Linked DNA regions of Sus scrofa: all the other regions are linked to region 2. A link is a contact called in public Hi-C and HiChIP or PLAC-seq data. All regions are on one chromosome and are shown on one strand. Each heading gives the region's core, a stretch centred on a gene start, on an enhancer-like site or on the middle of the called end of the contact. The rest is flanking DNA. Distances are from core to core; before and after follow the strand shown. Region 1 holds the start of NDEL1 (nudE nuclear distribution E homolog (A. nidulans)-like 1). Region 2 holds the start of MFSD6L (major facilitator superfamily domain-containing protein 6-like). Region 3 has its middle 3.8 kb from the start of RNF222.

Region 1 (3,571 bases), core at 369-2,868, 310 kb after region 2:
TAGATTTGGGGCTTTCACCTGTGGCCTGGGGTCAATCCCTGGTCTGGGAACTGAGATCCCACATCAAGCCACTGCACACCACAGCCAAAAACAAAAAATTTACGCCAAAACAGGAAAAAAAAAAAAAGCTTCATAAGATTTAGCAACTTCTATCTGAATCAGGTCAATGTGAAACCAGGGCTGGCCAAAGGGGGGATTTTGTTCCTTATGACATCTGATTTTAAACAACTTAATAAAAATTCAGAGGAAATATTTTAGTTCCCTTTTATTCTCTTCAACACGACTTAATGCTGCATTTTACCCCCCCAACTTCATGACTTAGCAAAGCCATTACCCTCTTTCATAAACAAATTAAAAGCAACACAACTTATCAGACAAAATAATTAGCCAACCGTGGACAAGTTTCAGCGTAGGATTTTTCTTAAAACTGAGCAGCAATCCTCATCCTAGGTGGGTCTGCTGAAAAAAATTTGAATAAATCTTCTACTAGCTTCTGGTATAGTTCTGGCAAGTCAAATTTACTATTTTGCTCTCCAGCTGAGAAGGATGTAAAAATCTCACGGAAAGAAACCACAACTCCAGGCAGGGAGACGCAAATTCTGAACCAAGAGAAGCCTCTCACTGGTTGGTGGAATCCACAGAATAAATCACCAAAACCCCCACCCGACCTGGTCTCAATTTCTCTATGGGTAGAATCACAGACAACCACTAACGAGGTGATGAGGTTCAAAGCCGAGATAACAAGGGTGTTCTCAAACGTGTAAAGGCGCCTAGAGAAACGTAATGAAATTATCCGTGAAGCACCCTCAATTCCCAGGCAAACCTTAAAAGGGTCACTTCGTTGCTTACCAGCTAAAAAACAAAGGCGAGTACAAGCAACCCGAACCCGTTTGGTGACACTTTCCTGAACTCCGAGAGGGGTAATTAGCAGTTCGGAGCTGGCAATCACAGGAATGCCACCGGAGCTCAAGGTGGGCAGCTTCCGCTCTCGCCCCCCGTGGGAGAGAAGCAACGAGAATTCAGAATCCAACCTGGCTCCGAACCACCCTCCAGATGAAGGGATGCGGGATGGGGGCTGGGGAGGGGGAGGGCTGGGCGCGCCGCTGCCACCTCCAGCGGAGCCACCCCTTGCGCGACCAGCTTCCCGGCCCACGGTGCCACGTCCCGGCCTCCGTCCCCGCCATCCCTCACCCCACCCCCGGATGCGGGCACATCCTCCGGAGGCCGCCCGGCTCGCTCCCTTCCAGGCGCCCCAGGTGGGCCACACCTCGGACCAGGGCGGGGAGGGGGCAGTTAGAGCGGTTGAAACAGTTGGCCCCGGACTGGCCGCCCCAGAACCCGGGCCCGGCCCAGCCCGGCGGGGGCTCGGACACAGCCCCCGGGGCTGGCAGGCTCCGCGGGGACAGGCCTCGGCGCCGTCGGCCGGGTCCGGCGCCCTCGGGAGCGGCCCCGCACGGCAGGCTCACCTCCAATGTGTCAAAAGCGCATGTTCGCCACCGCTCGACCGACGTCTCCGCTCCGCTGGCCTGGCCAGGCCCGCCCAGCCGCTCGGCTCCGCTCCCCGCCGCAGTCCTGAGCTCCACTCCGCGCACCTCCGCGCCCGGCTCCTCCCCGACACGTCAGAGGCTGCCTGGGTGTCCGAGGCCATTCTGTGACGCACGGGGGCGGGGCCCGAGCATGCGCACGAGCGCGCGGGCGGCTAGGGCGGGGCTGTGGCAGGGATGGCGTCACACGGGGCCGGGCCGGGCCGGCGCGCTGACGTCAGGCTGGCGGAGGCCTTCTGCGCAGGCGCCCCGGGCCCGCGCGGCGTGCCGTTTACGACTTTCGCGGGTCCCCGGAAAGACTCTGCGTTCCGGAAAGTGGCACTACCGTAGATGAGAACCCGCCTCCCAGTTTTCATCCACCAAACCCTACAAGTGTCTGTTTCGGGGTTCCCGTTTGAAAGAAGAATCTCGGCTCAGATCTCACATCCGAGTCCACCCCGACCACCCAATACCGTACCAGGTGTATTCTAGCACCGTCACACTCTCACACGGAGCTATGTCGGTTTAAGGGCACGTCCACTAGCTGAAATTTTATGCTACTTCTTGTCTTCCTCCAGTAAGATGTAAGTTCCATGAGAACCGGAACCTCATTCCTTGCTTATCCCAGCAGATAGCTTGGTCCCAGGGTGGGTGCTCAGATATTTGTTGAATGAGTGAATGGATTCATTGAGGGCACCAAGGGAATATAAATATATCCATGTATATGTACATATGTGCGTACGTGTTTTCATCCCTTCAGGGCCCCCAACTAATGGAATCCATATATATGTACATCCCCTAGGAGACTTGGAGAAGAAGACTTGGGGGTGTGGAGGGAGAAGGTGGGGAGAGACTGGCTCAGAAAGGAGAGAAATGAAGGGCAGCTGATTAGTGTGTGGAAACTTGGAGAAAGAGAAGTGTTTTAAAAGCAATTTTAGGAACTTTGGACGTTTCACGTACCCTGTAATTCTCTTATGTCAGTGCTCTTGGGACTGGATTTGTGGGGCTTTTGGACACAATGATGTGTTGGTACGAGCCTCAAGGCATGGACATAAAGGGGAACAGCACAAAATGGATTCTAAGAGATGTCCAGTGAAAATCTGAAAAGTGATTTGGGGTGTTAGAAAGTATGGAACTTTGAGTTAGACTCTGAAGGAGAGCAGGTTGAACAGTTTACTTTTGCTGTGCCCTTTGTATGTACTGGCAGGTGTGCCAAAGGCTTTGTCTGCATAATTCAATTCTCACAATAACCCCATGAGATAGGTACTGTTATTATTCCCATTTTACCAATGAGGAAACCGAGACTAAGCGAGATGAAGTTGCCCAATGTCACTCAACTAGAAAAAGGAGTTTTCGGAGTTCCCTTCGTGGCTCAGTGGTTGACGAATCCGACTAGGAACCATGAGGTTGCGGGTTCAATCCCCAGCCTTGCTCAGTGAGTTAAGGATCTGGCGTTGCCGTGAGCTGTGGTGTAGGTCACAGACACAGCTCAGATCCCGCGTCTCTGTGGCTCTGGCGTAGGCCAGTGGCTACAGCTCCAATTCGACCCCTAGCCTGGGAATCTCCATATGCCGTGGGAGCAGCCCTCAAAAGGCAAAAAGACAAAAAAGAAAAGAAAAAGGAGTTCTCACAGTTCAAACGCACCTAGTCTGGACTGTCTAACTCCAGAAACCATACTACTAACCACTCCTGTACTGCCATTCAAGGAGGACTATTAATAAGGACCATTAATTGGGCCAGAGCAGTGCGCTAAGAGTTGTACATACACTTCCTCTCTCAGTCCTCACAGGCAGCTTGTGAGGCTGGAATTATTATCTCCATTTTATGTTTTGGAAAACTGAGGCCTAGGGGAGCTGGGGTTTAAACCCAAGCAGGTCTTGGAGTTCCCACTATGGCACAGTGGGTTAAGAACCCAAATGCAGCAGCGTGGGTCACTGTGGAGGGGCGGGTTCCATCCCTGGCCCAGCACAGTGGGTTAAGGATCTAGCACTGCCACAGCTGCAGCTCAGATTCAGTCCCTGGCCCGGGAACGTCCATAGGCTGCAGGT
Region 2 (3,485 bases), core at 530-3,029:
TTCTCTGGCATCGTCCAATGAGCCTGAAGGGGGCACAGAACCGCTGAGTCCAAGAGAGGCAGGCCCGCGAGTAAGAGCACACTACCCCGCCGGCCCCCAGACAGTCACACCAACCGCCGGACCAATGCCCAGTCCCCCTGGGCGGCTTCCAGCCGGTCCTAGAAGCCAGCAGGTGCCTAGAGCGAGGGCAGCGGGCCGCGGGGGTGTGATGGAGCAAGGCCCGAACAAAGCCCGGGCAGGCCCTGGCCAAGCTGCACCAAAGCCCAGCTCCTCGCACCCAGCTTCATCCTTTGTGGATTTCTCATTTCCTGCCTCTCCCGCTGTCTTCTCCCACTCAGGCTCCCTGCCCGGCCCTTAAAGCCAAGGTGAGAGCTGCTGTCCTGGCCAGGGCCCGGCGGCCTGGGGGACACAGGAAGCAGGCAGGGGCCGCCATCCCTCCTCCCTCAGGCCACTGCCCACCTTACCTGCTCCCAGGCGGCCATCTCTTCTGGCTGAGACAGAAATGTCAGATTCAATAAATACACACTAAAGTGTTTCTGCCTTCATCTAATATCATCCATACTTGCATTTTAGTAGAGAGCAGAGGCATTCCTCAGTCCAACTGCATGAAACTGCTTAGGCCAGGTAAAATCTTCAAGAAATATTTACTGGTGTGTTCTGTCCACCTGCCCAGCCCTCTTGGTCACTTGAGGGCCTCCTGACCAGCTCTGTCCCAAACGGAGGTGGGAATGCAGGTTAGTTTCAGAAGAGCCAGAGATTAAAATGCGGGAGTTCCCCTTGTGGCTCAGTGGGTTAAGAACCCAACTAGTATCCATGATGATGCAGGTTCAGTCCCTGGCCTCACTCAGTGGTTTAAAGATCTGGCATTGCTGTGAGCCATGGTGTAGGTTGTGGATGTGGCTTAGATCTGGTGTTGCTGTGGCTGTGGTCTAGGCCGGCAGCTGTAGCTCCAATTCGACCCCTAGCCTGGGAACCTCCATATGCCGCAGGGGTGGCCCTAAAAAGAATAAAAAAGAAAAAGGAAAGATACCAAATTTCTTGGTTTTTGAGTTCAGCCACTTACATCCGGGTATAAGCCCATCCCTGTCCCCTGGGCAGTCGCAGGGGATGGTGGCGGTGGGGTGGACAAGTCCCTTCCAAGTTCGGAGTGGCAGGATGAAGAGTTAGGCTCTTCACTTGTGGCTTCATTGCCCCGGGAGTCGGGGCAGGTCTCTGATCACATTCTCAGAGCCAGGGGACAGCGGAAGGCATGGAACCCACATCCTCATGGATGCTAGTCGGATTCGTTACCACCAGGCCATGCCGGGATCTCCAGATGACCAGGTTCTTGAAATAAACATTTGCAGAGTTTACCAGCTGACAGAGTTAGGGGAAAGCTCCTGGCCTCCTCCCCCAACAACCTCTCCATCAGCTCACACAAAAAAGCATGTTGTAGATCAAGTTTGGCTGCGCATTCAGACATGTGTTGGCAAGCAGCCCTTCTCCTCCCCCAGCCCCAGCCCCAGCCCCAGCCAGATGAGATGCTCCACACCAACCTGGCTGCAAAGTTCACTGAACACAGTTGGCTGGACCTTGGGCCGTCTTGGAGTAAAGGCTACCATTCCAAAGGGTTTAGACTGCTGGAATCTCTAGATTCTTCTTCTTTTTTTTAATGGCTGCACTGGCAGCATATGGAAGTTTCCAGGCTGGAGGTGGAAGCGGAGCTGCAGCTGCCAGCCTACATCACAGCCATAGCAACGCTGGATCCAAGCCACATCTGCGACCTACACGGCAGCGTGCGGCATCGAGGGATCCTTAACCCAGTGAGCGAGGTCAGGGATCCAACCTGCATCCTCGTGGACATTATGTTGGCTTCTTAACCTGTTGAGCCACAGCAGGAACTTCTGGGTTCCTATGCCCTGTTCACCAAGGGTGAAAACACCTCCGAATTTTTAGTAACAACCCATGCGACTTGGAGACCACCAGCTTCACCGGTGCAATTTTGCCAGTATCCCTTTGGCTCCTTAATGAATCCACTTCTGCTGATTTTCAGATTATTAACATGCTTGTATTCCCTGCCTCTGGAGGGTGGCTTTGGGATGTTAGCTAACCCGCTGTGGTCTGTGTGTACCCAAAATGGACAACTAAGCACTCTTCGGTGTCCCCTAAACAATCTAGTACATGCATAATGTTAGGGGGAGGCTGGGAGGACTGCTTGGCGGAGCTGCCACCTCAAGACTGACCTCAGTCCCTCTCTAGGGATCATCTGCCTTAAAGAAAACTGTGTCACCTAAGGTCATGCCTCTTCCAGAGGCAGCTCAGTTCCCATCAAACAGTTCTAGAGCCTGGGGACAAAAATAGCACTTTGATCCTGATGGCGGCAGGCAGTTAACAAGAGAGACCGTGAAACAGAAACCGGTAGTGTGTTTGACAGCAACGCGGTCCTAGGGAGAAAAATTAGCCGGGCAGGGGGCCCGGTGGGCTGGGGGTGCGAATCTGGGGAAGGGGCGGGATTTGTCAGTGAGGGTGGACACTGAGGGAAATGGGGTTTGGTTCTTGACCAGCGGGGCATGTGAGTGAAGATGTGAGGAATGTGAAAACGGGGCTAACGCCATGAACGCTATTCCCTCTCCCTCCCACCCAAGTTGAGGTCAGGGATCTAACCCAGCTTGGTGGGCAACGCCCGGCCCAGGGAGGGGGCGGCCTGGAGCGCCCCCTGCAGGCCACAGTCCGCGACCCTCGCGCACATCCGGCAGGTGCGGCCAGGAGGCCCGGGGACGTGGCAGGTGCGGCCCGCAGGTGCGCGGGCCCCGCCCCTAGGTGCGGAGTCCTCCGGGCGGGGCCACTTCCGGGCCGGTGGCCGGACGTGGGGGCGGGGGCGGCCGTTGACCCGGTGACCGCGGCGCCGCCGGAGGCTGGAGGCGCCCTGCGGCTCGGTCCCCGCTCGGAGCCCCCCTCCCGGGGACATGACGCCGCGCCCGCCCCGCGCCCCGCCGCGCCCTCCGCCCGCCCGGGTCTGACGGAGCCGGGCAGCCATGAGCGCCAACCCCCAATGGGACATCAGCAGGGCGCTGTGGGTGGCCAGGCTCTTCCACCTGGTGTGTGGGGTCCGGGATGCCTGCGTGACCCCGTTCCTGACCCTCTACCTGCGGCAGCTGGGCTTGGCCGCGCCCTGGGTGGGCATCCTAATGGGAACCAAGCATCTGATCGCCACCTTCTGGGCTCCATTCTGTGCCTTCCTGGCCAAAAGCTACCAGAAACGGAGGGTGCTTCTGATAGGCTCGCTGCTCGGCTCGGTGGGAGCCAGCCTGTTGATGGTCCTGGTGCCGCCCTTGGACAGAGACCGCCCCTGTAATGGAAGCCACAGCGTGACCGTGACGGTCCTGCCACCGGGGGTCGCACTAACCGTGAACGTCACCTCGACCCCGGAGCCAGCCTCCAACCGCCCCGCCGGGGGGCCCAGGCGCCCAGCCCAGAGGGTACTGGGGTCGCAGGAGCCGATGGTT
Region 3 (3,564 bases), core at 390-2,889, 340 kb after region 2:
TTTCTTCAAAATAACCCTTCCCAACTGCTCCCTTTTGCTCTATAAAGCAATATTGCTCTTTGTTGGATTTGGCTATGGTTCTTGTTATACTTGCTTGCCCCAGATGGCAGTTCCTCTACTCTTCCCTCCGAGGGAAAAAAAAATTTTTTTTGCTGGCAAAATAACTAACTGGCTGTTTATTTTTAGGGTCAACAAAGGAAATAAGACAAAGATTTTGCAAAAAAAAAAACCCACACTGCAGAAGGTTTTTATGATAGGGGACAATAGGAAACAACTTAAATATCAATAGATCAATTAAATAAATGACTATATCCATTAAAAAATGAGGGTATAGGAGTTCCCGTCGTGGCGCAGTGGTTAACGAATCCGACTAAGAACCATGAGGTTGCGGGTTGGGTCCCTGCCCTTGCTCAGTGGGTTAACGATCTGGTGTTGCCGTGAGCTGTGGTGTAGGTCGCAGACGTGGCTCGGACCCTGCGTTACTGTGGCTCTGGTGCAGGCCAGCAGCTACAGCTCTGATTAGACCCCTAGCCTAGGAACCTCCATATGCCGGGGATCGGCCCAGGAAATGGCAAAAAGACAAAAAAAATAAAATAAAAAAAGAGAGTGTATAAAAGAATTCCCACTGTGGCAAAGTGGGACAGCAGCATCTCTGGAGCACTGGGACACAGGTTCAGTCCCCGAGGGCACAGTGGGTTAAGGATCCTGGGTTGCCACAGTGGCATAGGTCAAGGAACTCCATATGCCATGGGCCAGCAAAAAAAAAAAAAACGTGTAAAAGAAAATTTATTGAGGATCATGACATAACAACTGAAAAAAATCAGGTCCTAAAAGTACTTACTCAGTGTGATCCCACTTATTTTAAAATAATTACAAATTATAATTACATACATTATATAATATATAATTATTTTTAGTGTGTGTATATATATATGTACACACACAGGGGCTGGTAGAATAAATACGAAAATATTCATATTTTTATAATAGTTATCTGCAGAGGTGGTATAGAGCTTAAGCTTTTACTTTTTCACATATGCTCTTATGAAATTTCCACGTATTTTTCAACAGTAGTGCCATTTTTGTGGGCCCACATGCATACAGAATTTCCTGTGCCAGGGACTGAACCCGTGCCACAGCAGTGACCTGAGCCACAGTGGTGAAAATACCAAACCCCTAACCCCTTGGGCCACCAGGGAACTCCAGGAGAGCCATTTTTTATAATCAGAAAAAATATATACAGTGTATGTTCCTTTTTGCTTTTGACTCCTGACTCTGTCTCTGACCCTGGCCTTACCTGCCTCAAGAGGACTCTCGGCTGTCAGGGAGGCTGTCAGTACGGGGATGAAGAGTGAAGACGCAGAAAAGTCCCCCATCGAAGGCTCATTTCAAGCACTCTTCCTCCTGCAGCTGCCATCACCGCCGAGGGGTGGAGAGAGGTTTCCCTTCCACATTCCACCCGGGGAAGAAAGCCCTGGGCTTCCCACTTCTTCAGCTTCCCTCCCCCACCCGTCCCACGGCAGCTCTGCACCTGCAGTGGGGTATTTTATGAGGATGGTGGAGGGACTGGAAGCGGGAGCGCACGCGGAGGACCGGGCGAGTGGCAGGGACGCAGCCCACGCCCCTCCGCGGGGTTGGGGCATTACTCAGACTTCCTGCAGGCCCGGTGCCCCACCCCTGCCACCCTTGGCCTCCTCCCGCAGCCGGCACCCTCGGGTCCGCGGCCGTCCTCGCCAGTTCCACCCTCAAGCCCAAGCTATCGCCCCTTTTCTCAGAGTCCCTTTGGTGGAGCCCACTCAGTGGCCTTCCCGTCCAATGGGCTTTCAAGCACGGAAACCCAGTCTTAGCCTTGAAAAGGCCTGAAGCGGCCTCTTTCCCCTCCGGATCCCAAGCCTCTGTGGCTCCCCAGGTCGTCATCCCTCACCACACGTCTCAAATCTGCGAGTGCTAAGGTCCCCGCAAGCCACGGCGTCCCGTGGTACCCAAGAGAACCCATTTTTTTCACTCAACAGTATGTCATCATTTTGCTGTTTATTAAAAAATATAATTAGAACATTAGGCTTGTGGTTTCACAGTATGGATGCTCAGAATGAAGTGCGAGTAAATATTTATGTGTAAAATGTGGCTCCGTTTCCTTTTCTCTTTTTTTCCTGTTTAGGAAAAACATCCAGTACACAGTGGCACATGCGGTACTTTGATGCGGCAAAAATTATCGGGACAGAAAGCCACTAGATTAAGTAGTCCCCTGGGGATTCCTCCTTGAAAAGCCCCAGATTCCTCCACGAGTCCCTTCCTCTTCCCTTCCCATTCCCACCCCGCCCTCCCGCCCCCCGCCGCCCTTTCCCAGACTCACCTCCTGGAGAACCTGCCCAAGACCGTGCTTGTGCAAAAACAACATCCGTGTACAGTGGCTACGGCTCTAACCCGGGGGCCGGGTTCATCCTTCTGCCTCCAGCCAGACCCGAGATTCTCAGTCCATTATGACTCTGAAGAGGGAATTTTGGTGCACATTCCGAAGGTGTTTAGAATAAAGTGGAATGACCACATCGCCCAGACTTCACACACACACACACACACACACACACACACACACACACACACACAGGAGCTAGGCTTGAGAAGGTAGATGTGCTGATTTAACAGACACTGATCTCCTGAGCCCTGTTGATAGATACCAGGCCAGAGATGACTTAGGATCCCCTCCTTCAAGGTCTTAAAAGACAGAGATGCCAGTGGGGAGGTGATGAGGTTGAAAGGCATTCTAGCCAGAAGAAAAAAGAGGGGGGCATAAAAAAAAAAAAAATCACAGAGCCCTGGGAGTTCCCTTGTGGCTCAGTGGGTTAAGGATCCAGCATCGTCACAGCTGCTGGCTTACACCACGACCACAGCGACACCAGATCCGAGTCAGATCTGTGACTCACGCTGCAGCTTGAGATATCACCTTGCATTTCCTTGATGACTAATGACATGGAGCATCTTTTCATCATGTGTCTGTTGGCCACCGGCAATCTCTTTTTTTTTTTAAGCTTCACCTGTGGCTTATGGAAGCTCCTAGGCTAGGGGTTGAGTCGGAGCTGCAGCTGCCAGCCTACGTCACAGCCACAGCAACACCAGAGCCAAGCCACACCTGCAACCTACACCGCAGCTTGCAGCAACGCCAGATCCTTAACCCAATGAGCAAGGACAGGGATTGAACCTGCATCCTCATGGACACTGTGTCCAGTTCTTAACCCGCTGAGCCACCACAGAACTCCTTCTGCCCATTTTTTTTTAAATCAGGTTGTTTGTTTTTTGAAGTTGAAGTGTAGGGGCTGTTTATATGTGTTGGATATTAATCCTTTATTGGTCATATTATTTGCAAATATTTTCTCCCGTTCAGTAGGTTCAGGCACACCATGCATCCATTCTTTTAATCATCACAGTCCTATAGAGGAGGTAATGTCACCTCCATTTTTCAGATGAAGTAACAGAGGAACGAAGGGATGTGGGTTCGATCCCTGGCCTCGCTCAGTGGGTTAAGGATCCGGCGTTGCCGTGAGCTGTGATGTAGGTCGCAGACGCGGC

Evidence for each region. Hi-C and Micro-C count contacts between places; a contact is called where the count stands out from the background. HiChIP or PLAC-seq counts read pairs in DNA pulled down with a chosen protein or histone mark.
Region 1: a contact with region 2 is called in an H3K27ac HiChIP or PLAC-seq map of alveolar macrophages. The contact joins the promoter of NDEL1 here to the promoter of MFSD6L in region 2.
Region 3: a Hi-C map of omental adipose tissue shows a contact between it and region 2, with 2.0 times the contacts expected there. The contact joins the enhancer-like site here to the promoter of MFSD6L in region 2. A contact is called at or near these places in 10 of 47 Hi-C or Micro-C datasets (embryonic fibroblasts, fetal heart ventricle, fetal liver and 6 more) and 2 of 2 datasets of contacts at active chromatin or transcription factors (alveolar macrophages and skeletal muscle).

What each region holds. Positions count from the first base shown.
Region 1 is chr12:53,599,880-53,603,450 of Sscrofa11.1, reverse strand. NDEL1 (nudE nuclear distribution E homolog (A. nidulans)-like 1) reads right to left here and starts at 1,618. Exons shown (of 9, transcript NM_001243862.1): 1 at 1,467-1,618.
Region 2 is chr12:53,908,059-53,911,543 of Sscrofa11.1, reverse strand. It overlaps MFSD6L (major facilitator superfamily domain-containing protein 6-like), which reads left to right and starts at 1,779. Exons shown (of 2, transcript XM_005674644.3): 1 at 1,779-3,452; 2 at 3,455-3,485. The coding sequence starts at 3,015. PIK3R6 (phosphoinositide 3-kinase regulatory subunit 6) reads left to right here. Exons shown (of 21, transcript XM_021067869.1): 21 at 1-545. The coding sequence ends at 21.
Region 3 is chr12:53,568,671-53,572,234 of Sscrofa11.1, reverse strand. It overlaps a transcript of NDEL1 not described here. Among named protein-coding and RNA genes, the nearest start is that of RNF222, 3.8 kb to the right of the region's middle. Within about 2 kb of position 1,639, at least 7 of the 83 cell types and tissues checked have an H3K27ac peak or open chromatin away from gene starts, as enhancers often do. A contact at or near this core is called in alveolar macrophages, omental adipose tissue and retroperitoneal adipose tissue, where this site is marked.